Linked DNA regions of Sus scrofa: all the other regions are linked to region 1. Evidence: chromatin contacts called from public Hi-C and promoter capture Hi-C data. All regions are on one chromosome and are shown on one strand. The core of a region is the stretch at or near the end of the contact, and the rest is flanking DNA. Distances in the headings are between cores, read along the strand shown.

Evidence for each region. Promoter capture Hi-C pulls out the DNA fragments that hold promoters and counts their contacts. A called contact is a pair of places that touch in the nucleus more often than the background predicts.
Region 2: a promoter capture Hi-C map of fetal liver shows a contact between it and region 1, with 2.6 times the contacts expected there. The contact joins the promoter of RPS9 here to the promoter of MYADM in region 1. A contact is called at or near these places in 2 of 5 promoter capture datasets (fetal liver and liver) and 1 of 47 Hi-C or Micro-C datasets (embryonic fibroblasts).
Region 3: a Hi-C map of epiblast stem cells shows a contact between it and region 1, with 3 times the contacts expected there. The contact joins the promoter of LENG1 here to the promoter of MYADM in region 1. A contact is called at or near these places in 1 of 5 promoter capture datasets (fetal liver) and 3 of 47 Hi-C or Micro-C datasets (epiblast stem cells, heart right ventricle and liver).
Region 4: a Hi-C map of liver shows a contact between it and region 1, with 7 times the contacts expected there. The contact joins the promoter of CNOT3 here to the promoter of MYADM in region 1. A contact is called at or near these places in 1 of 5 promoter capture datasets (fetal liver), 1 of 47 Hi-C or Micro-C datasets (liver) and 1 of 2 datasets of contacts at active chromatin or transcription factors (alveolar macrophages).
Region 5: a promoter capture Hi-C map of liver shows a contact between it and region 1, with 2.5 times the contacts expected there. The contact joins the promoter of PRPF31 here to the promoter of MYADM in region 1. A contact is called at or near these places in 2 of 5 promoter capture datasets (fetal liver and liver) and 4 of 47 Hi-C or Micro-C datasets (embryonic fibroblasts, heart right ventricle and mesenchymal stem cells).

The regions. Positions count from the first base shown.
Region 1 is chr6:56,275,702-56,280,471 of Sscrofa11.1, reverse strand. It overlaps MYADM (myeloid-associated differentiation marker), which reads left to right and starts at 1,895. Exons shown (of 6, transcript XM_021094908.1): 1 at 1,895-2,192; 2 at 2,595-2,721.
Region 2 is chr6:55,924,963-55,929,732 of Sscrofa11.1, reverse strand. RPS9 (40S ribosomal protein S9) reads left to right here and starts at 2,453. Exons shown (of 5, transcript XM_021094879.1): 1 at 2,453-2,547; 2 at 2,803-2,924; 3 at 3,125-3,247. The coding sequence starts at 2,828. It overlaps LOC100521666 (a long non-coding RNA gene), which reads right to left and starts at 2,376. Exons shown (of 2, transcript XR_115980.5): 1 at 1,998-2,376; 2 at 1-1,003.
Region 3 is chr6:55,967,903-55,972,672 of Sscrofa11.1, reverse strand. LENG1 (leukocyte receptor cluster member 1) reads right to left here and starts at 2,088. Exons shown (of 4, transcript XM_003127415.5): 1 at 1,871-2,088; 2 at 586-765. The coding sequence starts at 2,002. TMC4 (transmembrane channel-like protein 4) reads right to left here. Exons shown (of 15, transcript XM_003127416.5): 9 at 4,687-4,770; 10 at 4,321-4,418; 11 at 3,818-4,001; 12 at 3,329-3,459; 13 at 3,066-3,221; 14 at 2,758-2,836; 15 at 2,408-2,672. The coding sequence ends at 2,604.
Region 4 is chr6:55,990,699-55,995,468 of Sscrofa11.1, reverse strand. It overlaps CNOT3 (CCR4-NOT transcription complex subunit 3), which reads left to right and starts at 2,329. Exons shown (of 18, transcript XR_002344772.1): 1 at 2,329-4,420. It overlaps PRPF31 (U4/U6 small nuclear ribonucleoprotein Prp31), which reads left to right. Exons shown (of 14, transcript XM_003127413.5): 14 at 1-382. The coding sequence ends at 116.
Region 5 is chr6:56,009,605-56,014,374 of Sscrofa11.1, reverse strand. PRPF31 (U4/U6 small nuclear ribonucleoprotein Prp31) reads left to right here and starts at 2,868. Exons shown (of 14, transcript XM_003127413.5): 1 at 2,868-2,993. It overlaps TFPT (TCF3 fusion partner), which reads right to left and starts at 2,879. Exons shown (of 6, transcript XM_021094886.1): 1 at 2,418-2,879; 2 at 1,612-1,870. The coding sequence starts at 2,440.

The sequences.
Region 1 (4,770 bases), core at 646-3,145:
ATGCTTTTCTGTCTGATTCTCTTCACTTTCCATGATATCCTCTAGGTACATCCATGTTGCTGCCAGGTGAAAATTCCATCTACATATATACACCATATTTTCCGTATCCATTTTTCCGTTGATGGATATTAAAGTAGCATCCATATCTGTATGGCCACTCCTGCTGAACCCCTAGAATAATGTGCCTTCAATGACAAGACTCATCCTAGTTTGGGAGATGCTGAAGTGTCCAAAATGTGCATTTAGAAAACCCTACCACCTAGTTGGTTTCAGGAACACTTCTACGTTCTTTTTTGTATTTAAAGCTACTGAAACCAGAGCTCGCTGTCCTGAGAGTTTTTTAAGCCCACATGTGAATCTACTCAAGAGGTTCATGAGCACACGAGGTAATTGAGGAGTCAGCTTTCACATATGAGCAGATTGAGGCTTCAATTACATAATTCACTGTACCTACAAACCATTAAAACGTTTTTCTCATCGCCCAGCAGTCAATTAGGGCAAGAGAATTTTTCAGTCAGACCTTCCATGGATGGCGAGAGTCAAATTTTGAATGATTTTTCTAGGGGACCTTGAAGGGGGCCTCTTGGTGGATTTTTCAGAGGGACTTCTGACTTCTGTCTCACTGACCAGACTGCAGTGCCGGTGCCTGCATTGCAGCGGTATCACCAGCAGATGGCGCGCCAACACAGCAGGAGAAACAGCCTTCGCCTTGCAGCAGGCGGATGTGACCATCATTGGCAGTGGCCAAAGAATCTTTTTTTTTCAGTTGAAGCCTGTTTGATTTACAAGATTGTGTTAGTGTCAGGTGTTCAGCAAAGGAATTCGGCTATACATATAGACTTTTTTTATTCCTTTCCATTTTAATTTATTACAAGATAAGGTTTAGTTCCCTTACTCCGCAGTAAATCCTTGTTTATTTTACATATGGCCATGTGTGTCTGTTAATCCCATTCCCATTCCCATTCCCATAATTTGTCCCGCCAACTTCCTTTTTTGTCACCATAAATACGTTCGCTATAAGTCTGTTTCTGTTTCTCTATAGATTCATTTGTACCATTTTTAGATTCCACAGTAAGTGATATTATATAGTATTTAGCCTTTTAAATCTGATTTTCTTCACTTTCTATGATATGATCTAGGTCCATCCATGGTGCTGCCAGTGGGGAAATTTTATTCTTTTTCTGGCTGGTAATATTCCATCTATGTATGTATCTTGTCTTCCTTATCCATTTATCTGTTGATGGACATTTAAGTGACTTCCATGTATTTATGGCCACTCCGGCTTGAACCCCTAGAGTAATATGCCTTCAATGACAAGATGCTTCCTAGTTTGGGAGATGCCAAACTGCACAAAAAAGCTGCATTTAGATATCTCTTCCATCCAGGTACTTGTAGGAACACGTCAAAGTTTGTATTTAAAACTATTGGGAGCAGAGCTGGCTGTTGCAATAAACCTCTCTCGCCCACGTGTGAATCCACTCAAAGTTTAATGAGCAGGTAACTGAGGAGTCAGCTTTTACTTATGAGCAGACTGAGGCTTCAATTACATAATTCACAGGGCCTGCAAATCAGAAATAATTATATCTTAATTGCCGCGCAATCAGGGCAAGGGACATTTTTTTTTAATAAACTTGAAGCTTCCATGGATGGTCATAAGCAAACTTGGAACTATATTCCCAGGGTACGGTGAGAGGGCCCCTTGTTAAATTTTGTAAAGGGACCTCTGACCTTTGCCTCAGAGTCCAGCCTGGACGGGCCCGAGACTGCAGAGCGTGTGTATCCCCAGCAGAGGGCGCGCCAACACAGCAGCAAAAAAAACAAAGCCAGCCTTGCAGCAGCGGGAAGTGAAACTCATCAAAGCGTCGCCAGGGCAACCTTTTACATGATTCACGCCTGAGCACAGCTGAGCACGTGAGAGCAACTAGGAATAATCTCAAGGAGCAGAGGTATTAGCTTCCATTTAACAGTCGCCAAATTGGGATATCTTAGTAACACTCTAAGAAACTCCAAGTTAAACGATGCTATTGTTCTCGAAGGAGGGGAACGAAAAACCTCTTAATTTTTAAAAGCCAGTGATTCTGAGCAGAGGGGAAAGACAGTTCCCAAAGTTGCGTGGCAGTTTTGGCGATGAAGGTGGTCACGTGTTTCAGATCCGGAACAAGGATCCAAGCCCTACTCAGCAAGCCACGCGGGTAGGTGGATTCTGGTAAAGGATTCCACTCTAAGAGAACAGATGCTTTCGGGGGTACCGGATCGTATATGCATCTAACGGCAGGGCAAGCAATTCACTGCTTTAGTTTGGAAGGAAGGGGGAGAAAGAAAACAGCTGAGAAAATATCCCTCCCTCTGTCTCCTAGTTCATGGCCGCATTAAAAAGTACCCGGCGACTAACAACCCTGGAGTGAGTCGGGCGGGGGGGAGGGGGAGCAGAGAAAGGCACCGGTTTACGCTCCCGGCTCGGTTTTCCTCAAACAAGCCCATTTGTCGGGAGGAAGAAAGTCGCAGCTATGGATCCTGCGAGAACCCTTTAGGGAAACGAAGAGAAACGTGGGGGAGACTGTGTCACCCTGACCCCAGGATCTCTTCTGTCCCAGCCCAGCGGGACAGCACGCGCACCTGAACGAGTGCCCAAAAGCAGGAGCTACGCAAAGATCGCTGAGCAAACGAAAGTGCTGAGTCACGGAAAGCGGAGTCTCTTCCTCGGAACACTTTCCGTGGCAGGTGAGTCGGAGATCAGAGTGTCTCGCGGTGGGGGGAGGGGGGGCGCGATGGTCAAGGCCAGCCGCTCCTCTGTGGAGGATGTGTTATCTGTGTGCGGTTGCAGCGAAGATCGTGGGGGTTCTTGGCTTGGCCCTGATGTAAATTCCGATTCTCGGGTTATTTTTATCACAGCTTCTAACATTTGCTCATTGAGATCTTGAATTTTAGGCTATCAATATTTTATTTCTTTAAAAAAACTTTTTTTTTTTTTTTTTTTTTTTCCCTTTTTGGCCACGCCGGGGTATATGGAAGTTCCTGAGCCAGGGGCCAGATCAGAGCTGCCGTTCCGACCAAGGCTGCCTTGGTGGCGGCAACGTCAGAGCCTTAACCCACTGTGCTGGGCTGGGAATCGAACCCGTGTCCCTAGGCTCCAGGGAAGCCGCTGATCCTGTTGCACCACAGCAGGGACTCTTCTATCAATATTTTAAAAATATTCCTATTACATTATGTGTTAACCTCCATATACATTAAATTTCATCGTGTCCCTTTAGTATATCCGGGGACAATCGTGTGATTATTCTTAGCTCTGTTAGGATGATAAAGTTCATTTAATAATCTCCAAATGTGGGCCATCTTTGCATTCCTAGAATAAGCCCCACTTCGTCAAGATTTTTTTTTTATTATTTAAAAAAAAAGGAGTTCCCGTCTGGCTCAGTGGTTAATGAATCCAACTAGGAACCATGAGGTTGTGGGTTCAATCCCTGGCCTTGCTCAGCAGGTTAAGGATCCAGCGTTGCCGTGAGCTGTGGTGTAGGTGGCAGACTCACCTCAGATCCGGCGTTGCTGTGGCTCTGGCACAGGCCGGTGGCTATAGCTCCAATTAGACCCCTAGCCTGGGAACCTCCATATGCCGCGGGAGCAGCCCTCAAAAGGCAAAAAGACCAAAAAAACAAAAAAAACCCCACTAGCTGTGACCTGTGGTGTAGGTCGAAGATGTGCCTTGGATCCTGTGTTGCTGTGGCTGTGGCTAGGCTGGCACCTACAGCTCCGATTGGCCCCCTAGCCTGAGAACCTCCATATGCCACGGGTGTGGCCCTAAAAATCAAAAAAATAATAAACAAAAAACGCTTATGTTAAGTATCATCCACTTGTTAAACCACCATCTCCTGGAACACGGTACTGCCATCAAAAAATGTGATACTAATCTGACTGGCTTGCCCTTCTACATTAACTTGATCTGTTGCTCAGATCTGTAAATAATTATTTTCCTAAACAAACACAAACAACTGGTAGTTTTCCTAGCACGTGTCTCACCGACGACTCTCCTTCAATTCAAAGGCCCAAAGCCTTTCTTTCAGATGCGTTTATTAGATGTTGATTTTTCTGACTTGTTTTGTTCCACTGTTTGGCGTTCTTCCGTCAGCAGTTTCTATTCAGGTATTTTGGGATCTTCTTGGTCTGTCTTTCTGTCCCTTGGCCTTTGAATCTCTTCATTCAGATCTGATTTTTTTTTCCTTCTTTCCATCATCAGTTTAACTGTATTTTCTGTGGGGCGCTTCAGTCTTGTGTTTCTTGTAGGGGCGCCATCCTTTTGCAAATGTTGAAGTTTCTAGTCCTTTTCTGACCCGTGTCAGGTCCTCTTTCCATGTGATCTTTTCTGACTACTTAGCTTCTTTCTAAGGTTCCCTCCATTTACGTAGTTGTTTGCTCATAACTATCCTGGTGCTATGATGTAGAACAAGAAACATACTTTGGAGTTCCCTTGTGGCTGAGTAGGTTAAGGACCTGGCATTGTCACTGCTGTGGCTTGGGTTACTGGAGTGGCATGGGTTCAGTCCCTGGCCTAGAACTTTTCATATGCTGGAGGCACCACCAAAAAATTTTTATATGATATCAATGCATATTTATGTTTATGTATATTTATATAATATCAAAATATATTATATATATATATTTAGTTGAGCCCATCTGCTTGTATTCCAAGGTTCACTGGGGTTCACCTAGTTTTACTGAAAACGTTGTCTGTAGGTATTTTTCTTTGCTGTGTTTGTCGTTCTTTTTTTTTGAGGG
Region 2 (4,770 bases), core at 1,204-3,703, 350 kb after region 1:
GACCCCTATCCTGGAACTTCCATATGCAGCAAGTGCAGCCCTAAAAAGAAAAAAGAAAGAAAAAGATCACAGGGCTGATCCCTGGCCTGGGAACCTCCATGTGCTATGGGCATGGACAAGATGAAAAAAAAAAAAAAAGTAGGATTGAGAATAATATTTAGTACTCCTTAATTGGATATTGGTAATAGTGTTATTCTGATGGAGGGAACTTCTCTGAGAGTTCTCCTTAAATAAGTATTGATAAGCAAATTAACATCGGTTAATTTCTTAGAATAGTGCCTGATACAGAATGACATGTTACTATTTTTAGTGATAGAAATGGGTCACATAGAAAACAAACACATAGAGTGTGTAGCCCAAAGTCTAGCACTTTTTTTTTTGGCTGTACCCATGGCATGTGGAAGTTCCTGGGCCAGGGATTGAAACTGCGCCACGTTAGTGACCCAAGCTGCAGCAGTGATGACTCTGGATCCGTAACCCACTAAGCCAGCAGGGAACTCCCAAAGCCTAGCACCTGTAAAGTGCTCATTAAACATTATCTAACAATGCTAAAGTCGTTGGTGTGAATGGAATTATTCCAGAGAGAAAGGAGTAGAGGAAATATTCCTAGGGGTTGTCTGAGAGGAAGAAATTGACAACGGAGATCAAGAAACGGTGGCTAAGTTCCTCCAGGTGATGAAAGGCACATACAGGGAGCAGAATATATAGTGAGAACGTTCACAACATTTTCTGTGTTCTGGAAACCCAAAAGAAACATCGGGATATAAACTGCTGCCTTTGAAAAAGAGACACGAGGCGTTCCCGACATGGCACCGTGGAAATGAGTCCAACTGGGAACCATGAGGTTGCAGGTTCGATCCCTGGCCTCACTCAGTGGGTTAGGGATCCAGCGTTGTCGTGAGCTGTGGTGTAGGTCGCAGGCGATGCTTGGATCCTGAGTTTTTGTGGCTCTGTCGTAGGCGGCAGCTACAGCTCTGATTAGACCCCTAGCCTGGGTGCGGCCCTGGAAAAAGACCAAAAAAAAGACAAAAAAAAAAAAAATTAAATGATGGTCACAACATCTAAACAAAACAAACAAAAAATAAAGTACCATCTTCCCTCAGTCATTATCAGTCATTTACTTTCTTCACAGCACCACTCTGAAATGACCTACTGTATTTTTTCCCCTGTTCCCCTAAGACTCAAAGCTTCATAAGGGTTATTTTATTGGTGGCTATGCGCCATCATGTGAAACAGTTCCTTACACTGCTTAATCAGTATCTGTTACAGAAATGAATTAATGAGGCCCATGCTGAGGGAGGCATGTAGCCAGAGACACTAGCTGCTAAATATTCCAGGTATGGCCCAATTTCTACCAAGATCGTTTCCCCCATTGTCCCTAAAAAGCAAAGAGGGCAAAAGCGGAATCCTATCAGGATGTAAGAGTGTATCCTTTGCCTATCAGAACTGCGTATCCCTAGGCAACTGCGACTTCTCTGAATCCTCAATTTCTTTTTCTTTTGCTTCTTTTTTAAGGGTTGCACCTTGCAGCATATGGAAGTTCCCAAGCTAGGGGCCCAGTCGGAGCTGCAGCTGCTGGCTACGCCACAGCCACAGCAATGGAGGATTCAAGCCGCGTCTGCGACCTACACCACAGCTCACTACAACTCAGGATCCTTAACTCACTGAGCGAGGCCAGGGATTGAACCCGCATCCTCATGGATACTAGTTGGGTTCATTTCACCTGAGCCACAACAGGAACTCCCTGAATCCTCAATTTCTGCCTTCAATCCTCAGACAGGTTTGTAGCCAGAGTTCAAAAGGGCAGGCTGGTTTCTGGCTATGCTTCGGGTTGACAGTATTCAGATACGAAGTGATTTTTTTTTTTTTTTTTTTTTTTCTTTTTACCGGCGCACTAGCGGCGTGTGTAAGTTCCCAGGCTAAAGGTCCCATCAGAACAGCGGGTGCCGGCCTACCCCTCAGCCAGACTGAGTCCTCCAGCCGCATCTGCCACCTACCCGGGGGCTTGCGGCAACGCGCGATTCTTAACCCCCTGATCGAGGCCCGGGGTGGAACCCGCATCCTCACGAAGCATAGTCGGGTTCTTAACCCGCTGAGCCACGATGGGAACTCTGACAAGACTGTTTTCATCATTCATGGATGTGAGAGCGTTTCTTGGCAGGAGCTTTTGCTTCGCGCAGCTCTCTGTGGATCTTTTCACAGAGTTAGAGCCGGCTGTAGTTTAATGGTGGTGGCGGTAACGTCTCCAACTTTATACGGCGACTCGTTGGCTAGCTGACAGGATTTAAATCACCCCCCCAGGGGCGGAGAGGAGCTTTCATTTCTCAAGGGACGGTACTCCCACCTCCCGTCGGAGACAAGGTCCTCCCAGTTCAGTGTGCCGCTCTGGCACAACCTTTCGTTTCGACTGCTTTTTTCCGCTCGCCAACGCCTTTTCTGATTGGTGCAGGCTTACGCTGTGCGCGCTGACGTCAGCAGACGGCAACGTTGCTATAAGACCGTGGCCGGCGGGCGCGTGCGCCTCTTTTTCCGTCCGGGAGTCTGTGGGTGAGGCGTGCTGGGGTGCTCTTTAGTCCAGGTGTGGGTTGTAAGGTTTCGTGGGCCATTCGAGTTTTAATGAGTACGCTAAAGAAGTTGGAGATGAAAAGAGGGTGGTTGGAAAGTAGTGGCGATGATGCTGCTTGTAAAAGCTTCAGGGGAGAGTCTCACGAGATCTTCCGTGGCCGCCATGAGATCTTAGCGTGGTTGTGGGACTGCGCAGGCGCTGCGCGGAGGCCTCACGAGCCACTCTTTCCCGCACAGGCGCAGACGGGCGAGCAGCGCCAGCATGCCGGTTGCTCGGAGTTGGGTTTGTCGCAAGACTTATGTGACCCCTCGGAGACCCTTCGAGAAGTCTCGCCTCGACCAAGAGCTGAAGCTGATCGGTTAGTACGTAAGGCAAGGTTTCTGCTTTTCGGGCCTGAGAAGGCTAACACGTGGGGGAGGCTACCCACTCGTTCATTATTTTCAAGTCCTGTGGTGTGTCCCCTTCCCCAGACGGACCAGTCTTGTGATCCTGTAAGCCACCAGGCTTAACGTTTTCACCAGTCCGTGGGACTGAGCCCATTTGCCCGTTTTTTTGCAGGCGAATATGGGCTCCGGAACAAACGTGAGGTCTGGAGGGTCAAATTTACTCTGGCCAAGATCCGCAAGGCTGCCCGGGAACTCCTGACGCTGGATGAGAAAGACCCGCGGCGTCTTTTTGAAGGTGTGTATGTGATCCCGCAGGGGTAGGATGAGGTGCAGAGCTCTGCTCTTCCTTGTAGGCTAGCTCAACGACCGGAGGTGTTATATGGAGCAATTGAGCCAGCCTTTAGTTGGAGTCCTGGGCTAGGAAGATGGGCTTGGATCCAAATTCAGGCCCTTAGGTGTGACTGGTTTATCCTTGCATTGAATTTCAGTTTTCTCTTAATTGGAACCTACAGTGCCAAGCAAGTGTGGGCACTTGGCTGTAGTGAAACAGTACTCTTCCGTATGTATCTTGTTCGCTGCTGGTGGGAATAGACAGTGGAGTATCTCAAATGTTGGATGCTTTAGCAGGAAGAATCTCATGTGCCTGCTTTAACACTGATCAAGGACATGTAGCCAAGGCCTGGACAGGAGAGGACCTGTGGATGTCACAGGGAAGAATTTGCAGGAGTTCCCGTTGTGGCTCAATGAAAACCAACCGCCCTAGTATCCAAGAAGATGTGAATTTGATCCCTGGCCTGCTCAGTGGGTTAAGGATCTGGCATTGACGTGAGCTCTGGTGTAGGTCGCAGATGCGGCTTGGATCCTGCCTTGCTGCGGCTGGCAGAGTCGTGAATGTAGCCCGGATTCAACTCCTAGCTGAGAATTTACATCCTTATGTCTCAGGTTCAGCCTTAAAAAGTAAAAAACAAAAAACTCCCAAAACATTTTAGGTAATGTTTTTGGAGGGGAAACATAGAGATCACATTGTAACTTGAAGGTAAAAATAAGTAAATTTTGGTAAAGTATATGGAACAAAATAAACTTTTTTTTTTGCCATTTCTTGGGCCGCTCCCTCGGCATATGGAGATTCCCATGCTAGGAGTCTAATTGAAACTACAGCTGCCGACCTACACCACAGCTACAGCAACGCCAGATCTGAGCTGCATCTGCAGCCTACACCACAGCTCATAGCAACGCTGGATCCCTAACCCACTGAGCAAGGCCAGGGATCGAACCAGCAGCCTCATGGTTCCTAGTCGGATTCGTTAACCACTGAGCCACGACAGGAACTCCTGAACTGTCTTAGATTCTGAAGGACTTAAATTTCTACCATGAGACAGGGTTAATGGAGTGCTTTCAAAAGCAGCAGTTGACATGATAATTCAAATTTTAGTAGTTTCTCTTACATTGTCAGCACAAGTAATCAGTAAATTGGGTTATTATGCCCTACTTTGTACGTTGTATTCTGGATGTGCAAGAGATAACACAGTACAGTTCCTGATCTTAACAGATGGGAGTCTGGCTGTAAATAGTTTTGTTGTATCTTGTTTGCTTTTTTGTAACAGCTTTTACTGAGATGAGATTTACTTAAAGTGTTTATTTTTAGTTATCGCTAAAATTGGCTACCTTATAGGTGTCATCCTGATAATGCTTTTGGCCTGAGCCTAGGAAATCTTGACTTCTCATGAGAAGAAGGAGGGGCTGGGAATCCAACTGGGCTTCCTTGGGCATCTGGGGTTGCTAGTCGGAATTTTCTCCTAATGTGCAAGGAAGGAAGTG
Region 3 (4,770 bases), core at 839-3,338, 310 kb after region 1:
TGTTTAACTGGGTCACTTTACTGAAAAGCAGAAATTGACAGAACATTGTAAATCAACTATAATTTTAAAAATTTAAAAAAAAATAAAATCAAAGCTCCTTAACACTCCCCAGATATCTATACATCTGGACACCAGGTTAGAGACCTGACAGGTTTGTACTTAGCACCCCGACAGTAACCAACTTCTCTTGACTGCTATGTTTCAGTACTCTTCTTTTTTATTTTAAGGCCGCACCCTTAGCATATGGAAGTTCCCAGGCTAGGGGTCTTCCCACATTGCCTACGCCACAGCCGCAGCAATGGGGGATCCAAGCCGCGTCTGCGACCCAGACTACAGCTCACAGCAACAACGGACCCTTAACCCACTGAGCGAGGCCAAGGATGGAACCCACATCCTCATGGATCCTGGTCGGGTTCGTTAACTGATGAGCCACAAAGGGACTTCCTCATTACTCTTAAGAGTTCTCTAAATTAGCTATATGATTCCTTCTGTGTCCCTAAATACCCCTCAGTCACACCTGAAAGCAAGGTGCTCCCCCAGCCCCAGCTCCATCCATGACTGATGGAGAGGGCAGGACCAACTTACTTTCTCTTGTCGCTTCTCTTCTTCGTACTCTTTATTGCCTCTGCTCAAGCCTTTCCCTTCCTCTAGCAGCTCCCGAAACAGATCCACAGGGCCAGACCTTGGGGCTCCTGCTTCTGCTGCTTCAAGCGCAGGCAGTGAGTTCTGATGCCTAGCTTTCTTCCGCAGGAATTCCGTGCGGGCCTGGGGGAAAAGAAAGTTACAGGCAGAATATTCAGAACCTAGATGTGATTCAAGGAACAGTGAATCTAGTGCCAACCACAGACGGGGGCTGTAAGGAAGGGAGCAGAGGCACTCGGAGCCAGGAAAGGCACCTGCCCCAGCTTCGAGAAAAGGTGGAGAAATAAGGCAATATCTGGGTTTGCAAGCTACCTTTCAAACAGAAAACCAGAGGGATTCCGAATTTCCAGTGACACAATAAAAACAGCTATTAATGGAGTTCCCTTGTGACGCAGCGGGTTAAGGACCCCGCCTTGTCACTGCAGCAGCTCAAGTCGCTGCTAAGGCTCAGGTTCAGTCCCTGGCCTGGGAACTCCCACATGCGGTGGGCACTGCCAAAAAAAAACAAACAGAAAAACCGCTATGAAGGCAACCAAAACATGTATTAGAACAGGTGATCTGAATTCCAGGTTGGGCTTCGAGTCACTATCCCCGGTTGGTTTGCAATTTCTAGTGATAAATGAGAATTTTAAAAGCCCTAACTATCCCCCAGCCAGTGCTGACCACCAAATTAGCTAAAGGACTGGAAGTGAGGTGTAAATCAAACAGGTGAGGAGTTACAAAGACTGCCTCTGGTGTTTCTGTGTGGCCGGCAGTGCAGGCAAAGGGCTCGCCCGATAAAACTGAATTGCCTTGTTCCACTGTCATTTCGCTGTGGCCTCCTCTCTGAAGGCATCTCACCCCTCTGCAAAATAGAAATGATAGCGCCTCCTCTAAGAATGAACGGTGCTTGAGATATTTTGCAAGTCAAGCGTTCTGCAGCAGGCGCTCACTAAATGGGGACTTTGCGCAGGCAAACTGAAAAGTAGCCCGGGTTTCCTTGAACTACTCAGGGCTTCGTTTTTTCATGAGCTCCTACTATGGCCTCGAGAAGTACAGGAGCGGGGGAAGAGCAAGAGCGGCGAGAGTTCAAGGAGAGCTAATCAAAGCACTAGGAGAAGATACTTCCAAAGCACCCAGCCCCAAATTCCCCACGGTGTGCCCTGCGCCTGCGCGCCGCACCGCTTCCGGTCCCTCCCGAGGAGCCTGCGCGCTCAGCCCCGGAGCCCCGGCCGGGCTCGGTGCTTACCTCTTGCTGAGCGAGAAGCACCCTCCGCTCACGCTCTTTCTCTTCCTCCCGGGCTTGGGCCTCGTCACGCCGCACGCGGGCCACATTGTCCTTGTTCCGGACGTGCCAGCTCTTCTTGGGTAGGATATTCATGGCGCCGTAGCTGTCCGCGAACTGGCAGGCCCGCCTCCTAGCACTTCCGATTGGCAGGAGGATGGCCCCTCCCTGTTGTTTCTGCCTCGGTCACGGATTGGTCCTAGACTACTTGGCACGCCCCCCCGGGTCCGTAGCAAAGGCTGATTGGCTGAGACCCCCACCTCCCATCGCGGAGCATCGCGCGTGCGGTCGCCCAGCGACGGCCTCTCCTGAAGATCCCGAGTCCATCACAAGTGTCCCCGCCCTGACGCTGCCGAACGCAGCCGCTGATTGGCTGACACGCCCACCAGGTGTTCTCGAGGAAATGCCCTCCACACCAACCCTCCCCGGCCAACGCATTTGATTGGCTTCTGTCTCGCTGAAGTCTTGCCCCCGGCTTCCGGACACAAGTTTCAAAAAGCGTTCAGCAGCCTCCGTTGTGTTTATTGATACAAGAAAGGGGTTCACTGGAGAGGCAGCGACCCCCAGGGCTGGAAAGGCATGGGATGTTCTCCAGTTCTTTCATTTTCCAAACGACGCGGCCGAGACCTTCAAAGGATCTGGGGGTGGGTCTCTGTCTGAAAGCGAGACGTCGTCACCCTGAACCAGGCTGGGAAGGTCAAAGAGCTCCGTTGGCCGAGCTCAGTGCCACAGCGCGCTGTGCCAGGAAGACTTTATTCTGTGCCTCCTGGGGTAAAGGGTAAAGAGAGGTGGAGGTGAGACAGATCTCTAGATTCCCCGGGACCCCTTGCCAAGGACCCGGCCTGACTCACCGTCTCTATCTGGCGTTTGAGCTCAGAGATGAGGCGTCCATATGAGTTAGCCAGGGCCACAGTATATGCCATCAGGATGCTAGAGGAGACGGAATGAAAGCCACTCCCCAAACACGCTTAGTGTATCTTCGACGTAAGACTCTTTTAGAAACCAGGGGCCCGGACCTCCTTCAGACTCAAGAAGTCTAGTATCCCAGTTCCCTTCTTCCCGCAGACCCAGAAGTTTGGGCCCCCAGCCCCCTCCGTTCTCGGAAGTAGGACCCCAGATCACACGTTCAAACCCGGATGCAGGAGTCTGGGGCCCTCACCTGGATAACAGCAGAAGGGGCACAGCAAATGCCTGGGTCCCCAGGAAGAAGAGAAAATTCTGGGCAGTCTCGGGGAGGCTTCCGATAGACTTAGGGATCTCGGACCAGATGGACAACTGCCCCCGGAATGGACCACACAGCTTAGAAGGTGGGATCCTGAAGTCAGAGACAGACAGGCAGAGCTCCAGGATGGCCACAAGTCAGAACCTTGGAGGGAAGTGGGAAGAGGGAGGGAAAGAGAGGCAGGTGCCTCTCACACTTACACGAAGATGCCATATAGCACAGGAACGGCGGAGATGGCCAGACCCAGGAGAAGCACCAGGGGGAAAAAGAAATTCACAGTAGAGGCCCGAAATGTGCGGGAGGCCGGGGAGCAGGTGGAGAAGAGGGTGAGCTGGCGCAGGAAGGAGAGAATGTGAGACACAGGCGTCTGAGCCCCAGACTCTCCTCCACCGGGAACCCTGGCCCCCTCTTCTCAGTCAGGATCCTGGAGTCCCAGTTCTTTTAACACCATCGGACACAGTAGTCCGGGTCCCCTCTTCCCTCAGACCTGAAAGTTGGAGTGCCCTGGCCTCCTCCTCCTCCTCCTCCCACATCCGGGAGCCTCATCCAGATCCGTCCTCTCAGGATCTAGTGTTCCCTCACGCTAGGACCCAGGCGTCGCATCCCTCAGTTCCCTCCTTCGCCAGGACCCAGGAGCCCCAGCTCCATTACCTCCCGCATCAGACCCAAGGGTGCTGCCCACCCCTCACCTTCTTCAAATAGAAAAGCAGCAGGAACTTGGCCGTGTTGAGCAAAGGCAGTAAGGGGCAGAAAAAACTCCCAACCCAGACCACCGTCTGTGCGTAGATGAGTCCCAGCACTTCGTCAGGCACCTGGAACTCCTGGGTCCGCGCGAAACGACCCAGCGCCCCCGGACAGAGGCCACAGAGCAGCCTGAGGGTCGGAGCGGGGGGGGGGGGGGGGCTGAATCTGAGGCGGGCCACCGGTTTCCTCACCTCTCCACCTTCCCGCCCACCAGTTGGAAGTGATGGATTCTGAGAAGGGGGCAGCTTTCAAGGTTCCGGAGGGGGTGTGTCTAGAGGGCGGGGCTTGAGGGGTAGAGGCGATCTGGGTAGTAGAGGCGGAGCCAGAAGGAAGGGACCACCAAACTCGGGAAGGGGGCGGGGTCTGCAGACGGCGGGCTGGCGGGGGCGGGGCTAGGAAGGGGCGGGGTGACCCGCAAGGTGCCCGGGCCACGGCAGGGGACTCTCACTTCCGAGGGAACTGGATGAGCAGCATGACGGCCAGACCCGACAGCAGATCAAACAGCAGCAATTTGTACATCTCCTGCCCCAGCCGAGTCTCCCAGCACTGAGGAAGGAAAAACGGGTCAGAAAGACTTCAGGACCCAGACACTTGCAGACCCAAACGTCGGAATCTCCGAATCGCAAGCATGTAAGGCTCCATCAATACTTTCTCTGGAAATCTTTCGGTTTTTTTAAACATTCCTGTCCCGATGGGGAGAGTATTCTAGCATCCCAAGCTCCTCTTTCCTCCCAAGCCAGAAGTCTGGAACCACCAGGCCCCTCCTTTCCTTCAACGACCCAGGAGTCCCCCACCCCGACCCCGACCGCCTCACCGGAAGTTCTTTGTAATTATAGCCACAGGCTTTGCACTCAGCCTCCCCGCAAGAGATCTGATTCCAGAGAGTGCCGAGCAGGAC
Region 4 (4,770 bases), core at 1,080-3,579, 290 kb after region 1:
TCGTGAACCCACAGGCAGCGGAGAAGAAGGTGGCTGAGGCCAACCAGAAGTATTTCTCCAGCATGGCCGAGTTCCTCAAGGTCAAGGGCGAGAAAAGCGGCATCATGTCCACCTGAGGGGCGGCGCCCTGGGTGGTTGCCCGCTGAAGGGACACAGAGGCCCCCCCCTTTCTGAAGGGGTCAGGATGGGGCTGGGAGGTGGCGGCAGGGAGAGCCGCCAGGCCGTCGCCGGTGCTGGGATGTCAGGAGGCCCAGCCCCCAAGCACGGAGAATGCCGCCTCCCTCAGACACCAGAGCCAGGCTTCGTCACGCGTCCTTTTTAACTGGGAAAGGAGATACTCTGGGGGGAAAGTGCGATTAAAAGCACATCATCAGGACCTGTCCTTGGCTAGTGATCGTTTGTCAAACACCTGGGCCACTGAGGTGTCAGAGCTGCAAGGTTTGGGGGACAAAGCTCAGGCCCCGTGGAGTCCAGGTCACGCGATCCCAGGAAGAGAACCGCCCTCTCCACGTCCAGGCCCCGTTAGAGAACCTCGGTGGTTCTGGCACCAGAGCAGTGTGGCTGCTGAGAGCCCCAGCTTTCAACGCAGGCCCCCTGGGTGGTCGTGGCATCTTGGGCGGCTGGCCTCTGCCTTCCAGGCTTCCAGACTAACACCACCGGACGCACCCGCAAGCACTGGGGACTTGTGTATGCTGCATGGGACAGCACTTAGCACTGGGCGCACCGTCAAGGCCCTGTGATGGGGCACTGCTGTTATTTCTGTCTAGTGTTTGCCAAGGACTCCCTCTCCCACCCTAGTGTGCCAGGCCGGGGCTGGGGTGGGGCAGACAGGCTCTCTGCCCTAAAAGCAGAGTGCTGCTGGGGGCGCCTGTCTACCTGTGCTGGAATCTGGGTTTCCCAGTGGGCTCTTACCTTGGAGGTTGGCACTTCTCTTTCTCTTTTTTTTTTTGGTTGCATCTATGGCACGTGGAAGTTCCTGGGCCTGGGATCGAACCTGTGCCATGAGCCACAGCAGTGAGAACACCAGATCCTTCACCCGTTGCGCCACCAGGGAACTCCCAGGACTTCTTTTAGTTGCCCAGGAGGTGGGCGCACAGGGCAGAACCAGCCCTGTGGGGAGTGAGGCCTCTTGGGCTTCTCTGTGGGTCTCTTTCTGGCACACTGGGTCCTGAGACCTCTCTGGGACTCCCCTGTCATCACCTGGGATTCTGTGTATCTTTGGACCCCAGTCCCTCCCTCAGCCCAGGGCTTTGTCTCTGGACTGCAGTGGCCCTCTCTCAATTTCTCCCTTCCCTCACCTGAAAGAGTCTGCATACCTGGGAGTTTCATGCATTCTTTCTTTTTTTTGGGGGGGAGGGGGGAGGTTTCCAGGGCTGCACCCACAGCATATAGAAGTCCCCAGGCTAAGGGTCAAAACGGAGCTGCAGTTGCCGGCCTACACCACAGCCGCAGCAACCCACTGAATGGGGACCAGGGATCAAACCCAAATCTTCATGGATACAGTCGGGTTCATTACCACTGAGCCATAACGGGAACTCCTAGGAGGTTCTTTCTAATGGCCAAATTACCCCAGGTCACACAGCTCATTCCCCAGGTTTATCCCTGAACTTTTAAATCAGCCTTGCTTAGAAGTGACCCACCTTTGGGAGTTCCCGTCGTGGCTCAGTGCTTACTGAACCTGCCTAGCATGCATGAGGATGCAGGTTCGATCCCTGGCCTCACTCAGTGGGCTAAGGATCCGGTGTTGCCGTGAGCTGTGGTGTAGGTCGCAGATGCGGCTCAGATCTGGCGTTGCTGTGGCGTGGCTGTGGTGTAGGCCAGCAGCTACAGCTCCGATTCGACCCCTAGCCTGAGAACCTCCATATGCTACAGGTACGGCCCTAAAAGACAAAAAAAAAAAAAAAAAAAAAAAAGTGACCACCTTTGCCGATCTCTGCCTATGCGTGTGCCAGGGAAGGGCAGTCTGTGCACAGCTCTTCAGAGTCCCCTTCTCCCCTGGCCAGAAGGAATCTAACAGGAGGCCAGGGACATGGAGGTGGGAGTCTCCAGAAGGAATCTGAGTCACCTGGCCCTACCGTTCTGCATACCCTTGGAGTTTTTCAAAGGTTAACATGCTTCAGAATTGCCTGGAAGGACTCTCGAACTGGGTTTCAGAGCCCAGAGTGTCTGACCAAGTTGGTCTATGGCGGGACTCAAAGCGGTGCATTTCTAACCACTTCCCAGGTGGTGGTGATGTTGCTGGATGCAGGGACCCTACTTTGAAAACCACTAGAAAATTCCCTACCAGATGAGCTGCGTGTTGGAATCAACTCCGGGGTCTTTAATCACTCATGTCTGGTTCCCTTCCCGAGAAACTCTGATGTAATCAGTCTAGGGCAAGGCCTGGGTATCTGGATTTTTTTTAAGCCCTCAGGTGATTCTCGTGTGCAGCTAAGTTCGTGAACAACTGCCCTGGGCCCTTGCTACTTAAAAAATGTGAACTGTGGGTATCAGCGTCACCTGGGAATCTGTTAGAACCGCAGAATCTGCACTTGACAAATCTCCCAGCGACTCCTGAGACATCTAAAAAGCACTGCTCCATCCAGAGACCACACTTTGAATAACAGGACTTTGCTGCATCACTAATAATCACCCAGGAAGTTTGTGAAAATGCAGATCCCTGGGCTTTATTCCCCAGGTCTGTGTGGGCCCAAGAACAGTGCATTTTTACAAGAATGGTCTGCCTGCAGTGGGCGACTCTGATGCAGGACCGCCCATGCATCTCCCTGGGATTTACCTCACTTTCCTCCACCTAAAGGAGATGAGCATGTCTGACTTGCCGTCTTGACTGTGTGACCCAGGGCAAACGCCTCCCGGATAGTAAAGCACCAGTACTTTGCAAGCCTCAACCGCAAGTCATTCCCCGTGTTCATCCGTGTGTTCATTCAATGCAAACGGTTGCCAAGCGCTGGGCATTCAAAAATCCGGAGGGGGCGTCTCAAATAACCACGAAAATGACGGTATACTTGCAAAAGTAGATTTTCATGAACAGTGCTCGTGAGCCATCAGCAAGGGAGGCCAGGGAGAGAAAACCACCGAGGTGAGGTCTGACCGGTGTTAGGAGACAACCGTGAAGGGGCACGGGGAATCTCATCTGTACCTTCTGCAGCGCCCTCACAGCGCCAAGCAAACGGAGGTGCAGAGGAGTTACTGTTCCACGGTCACGTCACCACTCAGGGGAAGAACAAAAACTATGCCTCCACAGCGCTTCCCAACCAGTTCAGCTATGCGTGGTGCCGGTGACTTGGGACATTGTCTTTGGCTTCCTTCCTTCTTTTTCTTCCTTCTTCTGAATCTCAGAGGCATGCCAAATACAGGCACCTGGAGAAGACACTGCGGCTGACAGGGACAGGCCTGGCCCGCCAGGACACAAGCGAGGCGGAAGGATGCACCCGGGTCCCAAGCCTGCCTGCTATGCCTGGTTTCACACGCCTTAGGAGCGGGTGCCGCCCACTCGCCACACTATTGGACACGTTGCGGTGAAAGATAACAGGGCCGTCGAAGGGGGAGGGGGTGGATCCTCTTGCCCGGCTCCTCCCTCTCGGCCCAGAGGCTGTCTCGATTGGCAGAAGACTTCAGCTTGGCCCCGGCTTTGAAAGCACCTGTCCGTCTCCCATTAGGTACGCGGCCTTTAACGCCCACTCTCCATGCCTTCCTCCGCTTTCCCCACCCACTTCCCGGACCAGCCAATGGTTTCTGGGCAGAATATTCCCCCACGGCCAATTGAAAACAGCTCCAAACTTGACGGACGACTTCCCGCCCTCAATCAGCCTAGCTCCTCCCCCCGACCAATTGGCTTAGGAGAGGGGGGCGGGTGTACCCAATCAGCACGACACAGGCCTCCGGATTGACGCACGAGTCCTCGCGCTGGCGTGTTGTGCCCTGAGGCGGGAGGAGGAGGAGGAGCGGGGAAGAAAACCTGAGCCAATCCTAGCAGCCTGCGCAGGAGGCCAATCGAACGCCGCGCCTTGGAGCGATCACCCAATCGGCGAGAGGGGGCCGGCCGCATCTCCGCCAAGAACCAATAAAGCGCGCCCGGGGGACAAGAGCGACGTGCGACCGGAGCAATGATAGGCCTATATTCAGGGCTCGGGGGCGGGTCGGCGCCAGAGACGAGAAGAGAGGAGGGGAGGCCTCCTCCGCCGCCGCCATCTTGGACCGGGCCCGGTCAGCTTCCGCGGAGCCATCGGCAGACGCCGCGGCCTCCCTTGAGCCCCGACCCCGTCGTCAGAACAACCCCGGGCCCACTTCCCCCCACCCCACTTCCGCTCCGCTCCGCTATCGCGATAGCGCCCGGGCCCGGGGCGCGAGAAAAAGGCGGCGGGCGCTCGCCTCCCCGCCTGTCGCGATAGGCTCCTCAGCGGCGGCGCCAGCTCCTGTGGTGAGAGCGTCAGGCTCGACTGGGCCGGACCCCTTCCCCTCCTCCCCCGGCGCCGTCGGCCGCCTCCCCCGCCGCCTCCCGCCCCTGCGACCCCGCCGCCTGTCGCGACATGGCCGCCCCCGTTCCCGCCCCGTGCGGCCCCGGCGCTCGCCGCCGCCCGGCGGTGCGCGGCCCCCGCCGCCGCTCCCTCCTCCACGCCCCTCGGCGGCGCCCGGGGGTCGTCCCGCGACCCCGGCCCCGCGCGGCGTCCGTGTCGGGCCCCCGTGGGGTGTGAGGGTGCGAGGTGCCGCCCCTCTCCGCGTCGGTATTGGCGCCTCGCTGGAAGGACAGGGGCGCCTCCGGGCGAGGCT
Region 5 (4,770 bases), core at 1,619-4,118, 270 kb after region 1:
TAAAAGGTGAATGATAACCTATTCCTGGGGGGTGGAGGTAGGGGTAAGAGCGGAGGCTCAAATCCAGCTCCATTTGAGCAAATGGCTGAGCTTCATTGGACCCCAGGATCTGTCTGTAAAAGGGGACTCAGGACACCTGCTGCTTAGGGGAGTGGAGTGGGTGGGGCTGAAAGAGTTCCAAGGTGTCCTTGCCTAGGGCTCACAGGGGTGAGAGTGGTTGTTCTGACAGTACCACCCTTGCACCAAAAAACAGTGCCAGGGATGAACTATTACTGCTAACAGTGGAACAGTGAGCAATCTTGAAAACGCTGGGAGAGAAGAGAAGAGAGAGAGGATGGGGTGAGCTTGAGGGATGGAGTGGAGGCCAAAACTCCCTGGTAAAAGATGCAGAGTATTTGCTTATGTGTAGTGTGTGCGTTTACATTATCTATTTCCTATCTCTGCCCGCACGCCAGTTTGTGGTTCTTGGAACAGCAGTCCTAGCAAACTCAGAGATTCTTTCTTTTTTTTCTTTTTTTCTTTTTTTGGTTTTTTTAGGGCCACGCCTGCGGCACATGGAGGTTCCCAGGCCAGGGGTCGAATAGGAGCTGTAGCCACTGGCCTATGCCACAGCTACAGCCACACCAGATCCGAGCTGTGTCTGCGACCTACACCACAGCTCACAGCAACACTGGATCCCTTAACCCATTGAGCGAGGCCAGGGATTGAACCTGCATCCTCATGGATAGGAGTCAGATTCATTTCTGCTGAGCCACGACAGGAACTCCTTGGAGTCTTTTTAAATATCCAGACCGGACCCTGTCCCTCCTCTGTATGAAACCTTTTGATGGCTGCCCATCACTCTCAAAAACAAAAAAATGCCTAACTTCTTGCTCTGCTGTTCATGGCGTTTCAGGACCTGGGCTCTGCCTATGGCTCCATCCCTGTTCTCTACAAGGAGATTAACCGAGTGATTCAGCGGGAAGAACGTGAATGTGGCAGAGGCTGTGGGGATGGGGGGAAGAAGGATCTGAGAGAGCTCTAAGAGGCAGAACCAATAGGACATCAGGAGTGACGGGTGCCAGGGGTATGGGAAGTTTGGAGGTGGGGGATGTTGTTTGTTTAAGACCGCACCTGTGGCACATGTAAGGTCAAGGGCTAGGGGTCAATTGGGAGCTGCAGGGCTATTCCACAGCCACAACGCCACTAGATCGGAACCACATCTTGGACCTATGCTGCAATTTGGGGCAACACTGGATCCTTAACCGACAGAGCAAGGCCGGGGATCAAACTTGCATCCTCATGGATACTAGTCTTAATCCACTGAGCCATGATAGGAACTCCGGCATGAGAGATGTATGGAGGTCTGATTAGTGGGGACCGTGAAAGGTACGTGTGAAAGAAACATTAGTGAGCTGATCGGGGTTGTCAGATAAAGCTCTAGAGGAGACAGCTCTCCAGGGTGCTTTGCACCGGTGCCTGACACATATTAGCTGTTCAGTGAATAAATAAATGGATGGAAGATTCATTCAGTTACGCAAGAAAGGCTGGGCATCTAGACAGGCAGCGGCCCGGAGGGACTGGTAATTAAGGCCAGGGGACCTCAAAACGGGGGAATCCACACTCACCTACCTGCTCGATCTCCCGGCAGCGCCGACCTAGTGCCTGATACTTCCTGCGATTTAGTTCCCGCTGGCGGCGCCGGCGGCCCCGCGCTGCCTCTTCCTCTTCATCTCGCTCCCGGAGCCCGGAGCCGCCCAGACCCCCAGACACAAACTCCACTTCTGTTTCAAGCTCGCTCTCCAGGATGTGACCACCGAACAGCGGAGGCAGCGCCAACTCTGAGCCTGGCGGCGCCGAGAACTCTTCAAAGCCCACGGCTGCCATGGTCCTGTAGGGTCAGGGGACTCAGGATCCCTGAACCTCCGCACCTAGTCCCTCCTCCCTCAGACCAGGTGCCAAGCCGCCAGCCCCCTCCTCCCTCAGACGCAGAAGTCCGGAGCCCCCAGCCCCCTCTTCCCAGGATCCACAAGAGTTTGAGCCCCAACCATTTCTTCCCCGGATCTAGGCGTCCAGGCTGCTAGATTCTCCTTCCTCAGGCCCTGGCCCCCAGCACACCCTTCCCAGGATCCAGGAATCTAGACCTCCAGACTCTTCCTCCTCGAGTATCACCGGGGCTTCCAGCCCCCCATCCCTCACTCAAATCCAGGAGTCCCGGCCCCCAACCTCGTCGTCTCTCCTATCAGGAGTCTAAACCCGTAGCTTCCCCACCCTCCACCCCCAACCCAGGAGGCTGGAATACGGACCCCAGTCCCTAAAAGAGTTCTAAGCTAAAGTGCTGCAGGAACTGCAATCCCCGTCAGTCCTCAACGCAGAAGACTGCCATTACGCAGCCGCAAGGTTTTTTGGGATTCGTAGTTTCCCCCAAAGCCACTCACCCCTCTCTCTGCTCCAGCTCCATCTCTCTCCGGCTCCGAGCGCCTCAGGCCTCAGGAGGTCCAATCTCAAACCGCTAGGTTAAATCGTTGGCAAAACTACCGGTCCCATCAGGCTTCACGGCCACCACATCCGGGACTTCGCCGCTACGCCTACTGGGAGCTGTAGTTTCCGATCTCCGGCTCCGCTCCCCAAACCGTCCAACCCCACGCCGACTCCCGGCATAAAGGCCTTGCTTTCTCGTCGAACGTCTCCACCAGTCGCCTGAGTTGCCGTCGCCTTTATTCTTGTCTTGACACCCTGTGGTCAGACTACGGCGATTCTCCGCTGATCAGACTCAGTTCACAGAGGGCCACGAGCCAAACAAGCCCCCTCTACCGCCTGCTCACCCATTCTCTGCCTAGCGGGAAGTGTTAATAAAGTTGTTGTTCCAAACGCGGCCGGGAACGACGCGGGGCGTGGGCCAATCAGAGCGCAGCTTTGCCTCGACGACGGCGCAAGGGTAAGACGTCATCAGTGAGCGTCGACCGCTGTTGGAACGCCTATTTCCTAGGAACGGTTCTGCGAGGGGGAAAGAGGTGAGTGTGATGGGGACGAGAGGAGGGCGGGAGGTCGGATTCCTGGGTCTAGAGGAGGAAGTGTGAAAGTGTCGACCGACTACCCAGAGGCTTCATATGCTCCTACAGTGTTACGGCTTTGGGGCCAAAAAAAATTTCTCAGCGCCCTTAGCGCTTTCCATGGTGCCTGGGGAGACAGGATTAAACAAGTCATTACTTAAAAAATCACCAACGTGTGAAGCGCCTTAGGGTCCACACAGGGCGCATGGGATGTGTTTCACCAAGCAACCTAGGCACTCTGGAGTGGGGTGCAGAATGTAGAATGAGAACCGAAGGATGAGGAAGGTGTTGAGCCGGTTAAAGTGAGGGGAAGAAGTTGGTGAAAGAAAAAATGTGAGAAGGACTAGTGGTGGGGGCTGCGGCTGGAGAGGTTGGCTGGAATCCAGCGAGGATGTGGTACCTGCTACGTGCCAGGTGCTGCGCTGGGCAGTGGGAGTAGCGCGCAATGAAGAGTACGGACTTAGTGCCTAGTTTCATTGAAATTTTCGCTTGATGGGGAAGATGGATATTAAACAAAATGTTAGACATTTAGAGCCTCTTAAGTGTTGAAGCCAACAAAGAGTTCATAAGATGTATAACAACAGCGGGTTAGGCTCTAGTCTTGGTGTCGGAGAAGATCCACGCTGCAGGAAATAGCATCTGTGTCCCTACTTTAGGGATGAAAAAGTTATATATTCAGAGACTCAGAGAGAGGAGACCATATTGAGGTGGGTTAAAGGATTACATAAAATTGCTCATTCACTTATTTACTGAATCTTTCTTCCTTTCTCCTTCCCTCCTTTCTTTTCTTTCTTTCTTTCTTTCTTTTGGCTGTACCGGTGACATAAGGAAGTTCGAGGCCAAGGATCAATCTGAGCCACGCAGTTGTGGCAACGCTGGTTACTTAACCTACTGCAACCAGAGGGAACTCCCTGCCGATTATTTCCTGAATACCTAGTATATGGTAGATATTCTGCTAGTTGGTGGAGATACAGAGATGAACAGACAGATACGGTCCCTAGTTTTGCTTAGTTTAGTGAGGAAACAGAGGATAAGAAGAGATACTTGTGGAGTTCCCATCGTGGCTCAGTGGAAAGGAATCTGACTAGCATTCATGAGGATGCAGGTTCGCTCCCTGGCCTCACTCAGTGGGTTAAGGATCCGGCATTGCCAGGAGCTGTAGTGTAGGTCGTAGATGCAGTTTGGATCTGGCGTTGCTTCGGCTGTGGTGTAGGCTGGCAGCTGTAGCTCCGATTCCACCCTCAGCCTGGGAACCTCCATATGCCACACGTGCGGCCCTAAAAAAAGACCAAAAAATATATATATAGAGAGAGAGAGATACTTGAGTCTTCTATTCGGAGAGTGGATTATATTCTGTAAGGGAAGAGTTCCTTAATTGAAAGTGAGGAGAGTTTTAGAGAAAGTTGTATGTGAAATAACATAGGTGCGTTTACCAGGAAAAGCTGTGTCCTATAACTAGAAGTGAGTATTAAGGGGGCATTCCATCTTGGGGAGATGGGAGATTATGAGGGAAGACATCTCAGAGGCAACTGAACAGCCAGGGGTCCTAAACCAGCAGCTCAGCGGCCAAATCTTTCCTGTAATCATTTTGTTTGGGCTTGTACTGCGGTGATTTGTTTTTGTTTTGGGGGTTTTTTGCTCTTTAGTGCTGCACCCGAGGCATGTGGAGGTTTCCGGGCTAGGGGTTGAATAGTAGCTACAGCTGTCAGCCTGTACCACAACCACACCCACATGGGAT